Regions from separate parts of the Ovis aries genome. Here region 2 is linked to region 1. Evidence: chromatin contacts called from public Hi-C data. All regions are on one chromosome and are shown on one strand. The core of a region is the stretch at or near the end of the contact, and the rest is flanking DNA. Distances in the headings are between cores, read along the strand shown.

Evidence for each region. A called contact is a pair of places that touch in the nucleus more often than the background predicts.
Region 2: a Hi-C map of liver shows a contact between it and region 1, with 6 times the contacts expected there. The contact joins the enhancer-like site here to the promoter of PKD2L1 in region 1. A contact is called at or near these places in 13 of 16 Hi-C or Micro-C datasets (blood, hypothalamus, liver and 5 more).

The regions. Positions count from the first base shown.
Region 1 is chr22:21,016,596-21,021,262 of ARS-UI_Ramb_v3.0, forward strand. PKD2L1 (polycystin 2 like 1, transient receptor potential cation channel) reads right to left here and starts at 2,430. Exons shown (of 18, transcript XM_060405122.1): 1 at 2,329-2,430.
Region 2 is chr22:21,072,809-21,077,784 of ARS-UI_Ramb_v3.0, forward strand. All of the region lies in intron 2 of LOC106991766 (a long non-coding RNA gene), which reads left to right. Among named protein-coding and RNA genes, the nearest start is that of WNT8B, 31 kb to the right of the region's middle. Within about 2 kb of position 2,128, at least 1 of the 54 cell types and tissues checked has an H3K27ac peak or open chromatin away from gene starts, as enhancers often do. A contact at or near this core is called in liver, where this site is marked.

The sequences.
Region 1 (4,667 bases), core at 1,180-3,679:
GACCTTAGTTCAGGTTGATGGGGGCAATGGGACTAGCAAGACTCCTTTCCACTCCCCACTCAGCGCATTTGTTCCATGCTTGGAATGAACTCCTTGCTAGACGAATCTATGAAGTATCTACCCACCCCTAGCAAAGGGAGCTAATGTTTCCCCACCACATCACCCCCACCCTAATAGCCCCAGACTGGTACTCCTTTCTGAGCCTTGTGAAATAGGCTAAATATATCAACAAATATTAGTAGCTTGTCAAAGCACCCAGGCCAGTGCACAGGAATAGATGCTCAAAAACTTGCTAAATGAGTTTGTCTCCGGCCCATTCTCTCCTCTAACCAATCCTAGGGGCGCTTCGGTCAGGAGCCTCTCCTGAGCCCATCCCCCGCTTCATATGCAACGCTTATGCCCCGCTGCCATTAGATGCCACCCTGCCCAGCTGGCCGTTGTACTTTGTCCTGTTCCCTTTGGAAAGCTGCGAGCTCCCCGGGGGCAGCTTTGGAGCCTGGCTGCGTTCTCCACCAGCTCCCCACCCACCACCACTACCCCTGCACAACAGAACTAACAGTCAGCTGGGCACTGTGAAGGCTCGGTCAACACTCAGTCCTCAGGTGGATACACTGGCTCAGAGGGAGAGGCTGCGGGGGAAGCACTGAGGGAAGCCTGACTTGGGACACAGACAGCTGCCCTCTGGCCCGTGCAGCCCTGCTGTACCCAGCTCAACTGCTGTGTCAGTGCAAAGCGGGGTGACATCAGCTGTGGAAGGGGTTACAATCGGGCAAAGGGAAGGGCAGGGGAGAGCAGGCCAACCGCCTGTGGAGGCTAGAGGCTGGATCAGCTGGGGAGAGGGTGCCTCATGGGGGCTGGGTTCAGGTAGGGGCCTGCAGGGAACAACAAGGAGGGAGGGAGAGATACAAAAGAGAGGGGCTGAGGGCATGGAATGGTTAAGTCCTCTAACCTTCCACCTGTAGGAGAGAGGGAAAATTGATTTGGAATTCTGGAAGACAGTGAGACTCCCCCTTAGCCACTATACGAAGCAAGCGGGGTATACCTCTCTCTGACCACAAAAGCAAGGCTGGGGCAGGCGCTCTCTTCTCCATTCAGCGCAGAACAGAGTCAGGGCAAGAAAGGCTTTCCTTCCAGCTCATGTATTTGTTATTGGAGGCCCTGGGCCTGTCCTTCTTGCTGCCCACCACAGATGAAATGCTCACGTAGGGGATACCTTCCCTGGCTGGGGTAAGAGCCCTGGTGAAAAGTCAGGCCACCACAGAAACTGCCAGCCTGGCCCCAGTCCCATGATCTGTCCCTGGGTGTCACCTCCCCAGGGTGTCAGTGAGATCACCAGCCTGGACCTCATCCTAAGAAGACCTTTGTCCCCAAGTCTCGCATGCCCAGACTGTTAGCCCCTGGTCCCACACTCTTCCCATTAACTGCACCCAGTAGCATTCACTCTGATCTGCAGACATAGGCCCAGTTCCCAGAGATAGGCAGGAATTAGTTGGTAGAGGCGCCAAATCTCCCCCACAACCCCCCACTGGGGACACGAGCTGCATATGGCTGTATGTGCGTACACACAGGCATGCACACTTACACACTGCTGTTCTCGGCCTGACGGGAAAATCTGGGGAAGGAGGGCTGCGGCGAGGTAGATCACAGCTCTGGGGATGGTGTAGACACACAGACACACAGTCAAACAGGGAGCTGGCTGGAAAAGCGCCCCAACCTCTCCTCAACTAGGGTCACACAGCACAAGACCTTGCACCATCTCTCTGGCCTGGGTCCTTGAAGGAGCGTATTTCAGGTCCTAATCAGCAGAGTGTCAGTTTTGAATCTCTCTTCCTCTTCTGGGCCTCTAAACTTGTCAACTGCCCTTCTCCACATCCATCCCTTGGTACCTTGAGACTCAACACTGCCACCTCCTCCAGGAAGTCTCCCCTGATTCTCCCAAGCTGGTCTGGTATGTGCCTCTCCCTGGAGTCCATAGCACCCTGTGCTAAACACCGTCATCCAGAGTTATAAGGATCTCTACTACTACGGTGAGTTGCCCAAGGTCAGGATCTCCTTATGACTTAAGCACTTGCCACTGTGCCTGGAACCATGTGGCACTCCATATTCATTGAATGAAAGAGCTGATATATTTATGGAAGTGCAGGGTCTCCACCCCTTGTTTTACTCAATCTCCCCCAGAAGCCAGTGGGTGCCCAGAATGCAGACCAGCCTGGTCCCCACTCCTCTGGGCAGGAGGAAGGGAGCTCACTGATGCTAGCTCTCCTGGCTGTCTGTGACTCAGCTTGGACCATGAGACAGGAAGGAGCCCGTAGCCCAGGAGGGTCCTACCTCTTGTCTCTGCACAGAGAACAGGCCAGGGACAGCCCCAGGCCAGATGCGGGTGCTGACTTCCAGCCGTTCTCCACATTGCCAGGTCCCACGGAAAATCTTGAGGTCAGGGGGGTGATGACAGTCTGCACAGCTCTGGCCTCTTGCCCTGATGTCACAAGGTCATGGGCAGTATGGAAGGACAGTGACGTGGGGCGGGCTGGATCACACCTTGTCTCAACGTGCTTGTTTGAGCAAGCAGACACTTTAATCTCAGGATCTGAGGGGCTGAAGAGAAGCCTTGGGTACCTGTCAGGCACTGGGGAGGAAATGAGCCTAATTACTATCATCATCGGGTAGGCCGTTAGGTCAAGGAAATGTATTGTCTCTGCCTATGTGTGCGTGCGCTGTCACGTGCGACTCTTTGTGGCCCCATGGACTGCAGCCCACCAGGCTCCTCTGTGCATGGGATTCTCCAGGCAAGAATCCCGGAATGGGTTGCCACTGCATGCCATCTCCTCCTCAGGGGATCTTCCTGACGCAAGGAACCGGTTCTGGAATCTTGTTATTTTCCATATTCTCAAGTGTTGGCTTATTTCCCAAGCGGGGTTATCCACTGTGTCACCCCACTGCCTACTACACAAAGGGAAAGAAAGCTGAAACCTACTATGCTGTGATGTGGCCAGCTACAAAGCAACAGGGAGCCAGTATCCTAACACCCAGGGCTCCCGGGTCTTCAGAACAAGGACGCTGGAGGCTTCGCCCTGGATCCAGAAAGCAGAGAGACACTCATAAACCGACAAAATCACCAGCATGCAACGTACAGCCCCTACATTTCAAAACCTTTCCCCTGGCCATGTGGAGTCCACAGAGGGACTGTCCTGACAATGTGGCAGCTGGTTCTGTAGCCAAGAATGACTCACAGTCATAGGAGGTGAAAAAGGGAGAAGGAAACTTGCCTCACAAGTCTGCTTCTTCCTGAAAGCTTTGGGCTTGGGCCACTCTCCCCACCCCAACACCTGAAGGACTCCCCCTCCAGGAGGATCATGGCCTCCCATGGAAGCCTACTGCCCTCCCACTGGGCTGCTTAGTGTGGGACACCCAAAGCCAAGCTCGGAGAGGCCAGGTCACTGAAGAGAGGCCTTCACACAAGGGGAAGAGCTGATGCCAAGCTGAGAAGCACCTCTATGTCCCAGAAGTATCTCTCTCTCTCCTGATAGCGACCTGCTTGCCTGGGTGGGGTCATGCTCTTTCTTGTCATGTGGGTGGGGAAAATCTTTGCCTTCTCAGCAGTGGGAAGAGGTGGGAAAGTCCTCTGAACTGTCCTCCCTTTTCTTTTTTTTTTTTTTCCTCCCTTTTCTTAAGAATCCCTGTAAGTCAGAGGTCAGGTAAATGCAAGAGCACAATTATGGGGGAGAGTTCAGCTGCCAGCTCCTGAAGGCTAAAATGAAAGAGCAAGGGCACAGAACCTCCTCACCGCTGGTAGAGGTCAAGAAAGGATAGAGGCCAGGTGAAGAGACTCAGCAGTTCTGGTGAGTTCTGCCTGTAGGCTGTCCCTTGCAACTACCTGCAACCTAGAAATGAACCTCACCCAGTAGTGATTGTCTACTTTGTGTCCAGCCCAGGAACCAGGACAGCAAGTCCTGAGTACACATTTGTATCCCAAAGGGGAACCAGAAAAGTCATAGCTAAATGGGAACCCAGTCCAGAAAGAGGCCACAAATATTGAAGCAGTAGGCTATTAGGGCCAGCAAACTGTAATTTAAAAAAAAAAAAAAAGACATGAGTTTGGGCTCCTCTTGAGCACAGATTATGCCCAGAATCTCCAAAGTTTCTGCATTTCATAGAACAATTTGCTCTAAATTCCCTTATTCTTTTTTTCCCCCTCCCCTGCACTTGCTATTAAATATGTCTGTTAATTGTCTCTCCCATCAGAATGTAAACTCCATGAAGGCAAGAATGGGGACACTTTATCATCAGTGTTCCCAACTCCTAGAACAATCCCTCCTGTAGAGTAGGGGTTCAATGAATATTTTATTGCCTTCTCACAGTACACATTAGTTTTTCCTCTTGCTAGATTTCATAAAAAGGAAATCAGTCACTATGTTACTTTTGGTGCCTAGCTTTTGGTGAGCACATTTTTTTTAAAGAATCATCCATATTGTTGCACATGTTTATAGTTCATTCTTTCCATACATTGTTCATCCATTCTCCTCTTGGAGCAACTTTGGGGATGTTTCCCATTTGAGGCTATAATGTATGAAGTTATAATGAATTTTCTTGTACAAGTCTTTTTGTGGACATATGTTTTCATTTCACTTGAGGACAGTTCCAGCAGTGGAATTGCCGGATCTTTGGAT
Region 2 (4,976 bases), core at 878-3,377, 56 kb after region 1:
CTCTTGGTGAAAGTGAAAGAGGAGAGTGAAAAAGTTGGCTTAAAGCTCAACATTCAGAAAACTAAGATCATGGCATCCAGTCCCATCACTTCATGGGAAATAGATGGGGAAACAGTGGAAACAGTGTGTCAGACTTTATTTTTTGGGGCTCCAAAATCACTGCAGATGGTGACTGCAGCCATGAAATTAAAAGACGCTTACTCTTTGGAAGAAAAAAGTTATGACCAACCTAGATAGCATATTCAAAAGCAGAGACATTACTTTGTCGACTAAGGTTCATCTAGTCAAGGCTATGGTTTTTTCCAGTAGTCATGTATGGATGTGAGAGTTGGACTGTGAAGAAGGCTGAGCGCCGAAGAATTGATGCTTTTGAACTGTGATGTTGGAGAAGACTCTTGAGAGTCCCTTGGACTGCAAGGAGATCCAACCAGTCCATTCTGAAGGAGATCAGCCCTGGGATTTCTTTGGAAGGAATGATGCTAAAGCTGAAACTCCAGTACTTTGGCCACCTCATGTGAAGAGCTGACTCATTGGAAAAGACTCTGAGGCTGGGAGGGATTGGGGGCAGGAGGAGAAGGGAACAACAGAGGATGAGATGGCTGGATGGCATCACTGACTTGATGGATGTGAATCTGAGTGAACTCCGGGAGTTGGTGATGGAGAGGGAGGCCTGGCGTGCTGCGATTCATGGGGTCGCAAAGAGTCAGACACGAATGAGCGACTGAACTGAACTGAACATTTTTTTGTGGTTCAAGAATTTGATTTGTTGTGTATAATCATTTGTGCCCCTTACCTTGTTAAATTGATGTTGGGAAGAACTAATAAAAACATTTGTGTGAACGGCTTCAACCTTAAGAAACCTTAAAATCAATGATAAGAATACAAGCGGATACTTCCTTCCTTAAGGGTTAATAAATTAAACATTAACCTAAAGTGCCGCTTACTCCTGGAGGCTTACACATTCAGCCCAGTTGCTAACTAGAAAAATGGGAAGATAAGGTATAGATTCTGGCCCTGACCTTGAAATTTCCTGATCCAAAATTTCCAGCTTTTTGGAAAATCTGGCATGAACAATGACATTCCAAGCCTTAAGTACAGAAAACCAGATCCTCACAACAGCCCTGACACCTAAGGTCTCAGACCAACCTCCTCGTAACACTGGATCCTAATAGCCCTTCAGTAAGGAGGAACCACATTCCACCAACTTTGCCTAGGTAGCCTGTTCTCAGTTCTTTTGCTTCCTAAAGGCTGTACATTCCTTGTTTAAGGTTCAGAAAGAGCCTCTTCTTTGTTGCATTCTCTATGCCCATTTCCACCACCTTGTAATCAATCTCTCCTACCATATAACTTCTTGTTCTGGACAGGTTAAAGTTGATTTGAAAAGAAAACTAAGAGAAGAGAATACAGAAAGTCAAATTTCTACTCAGAAAGCAATATCTCCGTGGCACGTATGAGATTCTTTACTAATAGGCACAGTAGTTCAGAAATCAGGCAAAATTAGAAATAAGTTATAAGAAAGCTGTCCTGTCAATGTACTTCAGTAACAGTGAAGATGTTTTTGCATATATATTTTTCACAAAGCTCTCGCAGTGGACATATGTGATAATGAGGCTTAAGGGGCTTATAGGCAGGCTCACAAATACCGGAGATTGGAGTCCAAAAAGATAAGTCTGTGTTTCCTTTAATCTTTACCCATCTCTTTACTCCAATTAAGTGTTCCTGGACCCCATAAACATTTTTCTATTAATGTTTCCACATATCTTTATAATTTCCAAGAAGGTCCTTAAGTCTGTCCCTAAAATTCATTCATTCAACTTATTTTTATTTTCCTTTTATTTTCCACCACTGAGCCAAGCACTGCCAATACAAACGGAAATTAGACATGATCCTCAACGTCGAGGAGCTTATGGTTTAGTGGTGATTCAAGAAAAAAGAAATTCAAACACCTCTGGAAATCTAAAAGCATTTTTAGAAATATAACATAACATCTGTATCTTGTTTTATAGATAAGTTAACATCTTCTGATTTTGTATTATTGAAATCATGACTCCAAGTATCCACCTGTGTACGCACGTAACCTTAGATGTTTACACGGTTAAATTTTAAACTGGTCCTTAAATAGAGGGGTTTTGCAATTCATTAATTTTTGAGTTTGTTTCTGAGGTATTTCTTAATACTGAAGCACTTACTGGATGATTTAAACATACTCACAAATTTTGAGAGTCAAAAGCCAATTCTGAAAATAAGTACAGTGTACAGTGTTCAAGAATTTCCTGTTCTCCTCAGCTTTGATGGCTTTGTTTGCCTTGTTCAAAGAGATATTTAACTATTATGTAGAACTCATATTTAACAGACAGCTTTACAAAGCTGAGTTGTGATATCTTCTCTTTTGCTGGTCCATTTTACCACCTAAAGAGTGTTTTTACAGTTTAGCATCTGGGCTTCTTGCTTCAAACACGTGGGGCTTGAAATTGAAATACACAGTTAAAGTGAAACAAAAGTTCATGATGCTTCACCATAATTATTTAATATTTATTGTATACCTTTCATTTTTCTAATTATTAACTCAAAGTTTTGGCTCAAATGATTCTAACCTGTAATCTATATACAATCAGTCTTAAAGAATGCTGAGTAGATTAACCCAGAGATAGAGGTAGCCTTGGAGAAGGCAATGGCACCCCACTCCAGTACTCTTGCCTGGAAAATCCCATGGACAGAGGAGCCTGGAAGGCTGCAGTCCATGGGGTTGCTAGGAGTCGGACATGACTGAGCAACTTCACTTTCACTTTTTACTTTCATGCATTGGAGAAGGAAATGGCACCCCACTCCAGTGTTCTTGCCTAGAGAATCCCAGGGACGGGGGAGCCTGGTGGGCTGCCATCTATGGGGTCGCGCAGAGTTGGACGTGACTGAAGCGACTTAGCAGCAGCAGAGGTAACCTATGAACTTGAAATCAAGTTATCTTGTAGAAAATAAATACTCCAATTTCGTTTCATTCTTTCATTCACACACATTAATTCAGGGCCTTCCAAAGGATAGGAACTGTTCTAGGTGTTGAAAAGACATCAGTGAACAAAACAGGCTCCCCAGGGGAGCTCATTTTACTGGAGCTTACATTCATTTGACCAAAACCCCCGAACAGCCAATTTTGAGAAGGGACTCCACTTTTCATGGAGGAAGGGAGAAAAATGACAGTAATCCCAAATCATTTGAAAGCTGCAGCATGGCAGAGTCAAAGGGCCTCTGGATTTGCAATCAGGTGACATTGATCATAGACGTCCTATACTCATTTTCCTTGTTTTCTGGGTCTTAGTTTTCTCATCTATTAAATAATGGCATTAAATTTCATAATCTCAAGAATCTCTTCTGGAGTGAATAGTCTATTATTTTATAATATGTAACAGGCATTTACTTGATTAAGGTAAATTCACATACAGTGAAATGCACAGATTATAGAGATATCTTTTTCAAAAGTACAGAAATGTCTGGGAGCCATCTTAAACTTCTCTACCTTCTGTTGCTACAGTATGGTGTAGAAGTGTATTTTATGTTCAGAGTAATGATCCTGAGGCATTGCATGATGCTGAGTCAGTAAGACAAGGTTTAATTATGTTCATTAGACTACCTACTAAAGCAAGAAAATGACTAAGGCAATATAGAGAGATTTCAAACAAAACTGTCTTCTCATAACCCATAGTTAATTAGAAACCCAATTGACTAGTATGCTCCTGTCCAAGAGTTGACAGTTTTCAGACTTCTTTATTCTTCTTTACAACCGTGACCAAGTCACTGATCCAGATCCCGGCCATTTCACACTGATTCCACTAAAATCAGTGGATTATGTCTCCTTCAAACTACATGAGACGAACCAAGAACTTCCAGATGTACAAGCTGGATTTAGAAAAGGCAGAGGAATCAGAGATAAAATTGCCAACATCCGTTGGATCATAGAAAAAGCAAGAGAATTCCAGAAAAACTTCTGCTTCATTGACTATGCTAAAGCCTTTGACTGTGTATATCACAACAAACTGGAAAGTTCTTAAAGTGATGGGAATACCAGATCACCTTGCCTGCCCCTGAGAAATCTGCATGCAGGTCAAGAAGCAACAGTTAGAACTGGACATGGAACAATGGACTGGTTCCAAATTGGGAAAGGAGTACGTCAAGACTATGATTTGTCAACCTGCTTATTTAACTTATATGCAGAGTATGTCATACATATCATACATGTCATGTCATGTCACTGTCATGGAATATCAGTTGAAGGATAAGCTGGAATCAAAATTACTGATAATCAATAACCTCAGATATACAGATGATACTATCCTAAAGGTAGAAAGCAAAGAGGAACTAAAGAGCCTCTTGTAGGTGAAAGAGGAGAGTGAAAACCTGACCTAAACTCAACATTCAAAAAATAAAGATCATGGCACCCAGTCCCATCACTTAATGGCAAATAGATGGGAAAACAATGGAAACAATGACAGACTTTATTTTCTTGGGCTTCAGAATCACTGTGGACGGTGACTGCAGCCATGAAATTAAGACAGTTGCTCCTTGGAAGGAAAGTTATGACAAACCTAGAAGGCATATTAAAAAGCAGAGATATTACTTTGCTGATGACAGTCCATATAGTCAAAGCTATGGTTTTTCCAGTAGTCATGTACGGATGTGAAAGCTGAACAATAAAAAAGGCTGAGCACTGAAGAATTGATGCCTTCTCAACTGTGGTGCTGGAGAAGACTGTTGAGAGTCCGTTGGACAGCAAGGAGATCAAACCAGTCAATCCTAAAAGAAATCAACCCTGAATATTCATTGGATGAACTGATCCTGAAGCTCCAATACTTTGGCCACCTGTTGGCTCAGTTCCAAGAGCTGACTCATTGGAAAAGACCCTGATGCTGGGAAAGATTGAAGGCAGGAGAAGGGGACGAGAGAGGATGAGATGGTTGGATGGCATCACTGACTCAATGGACATG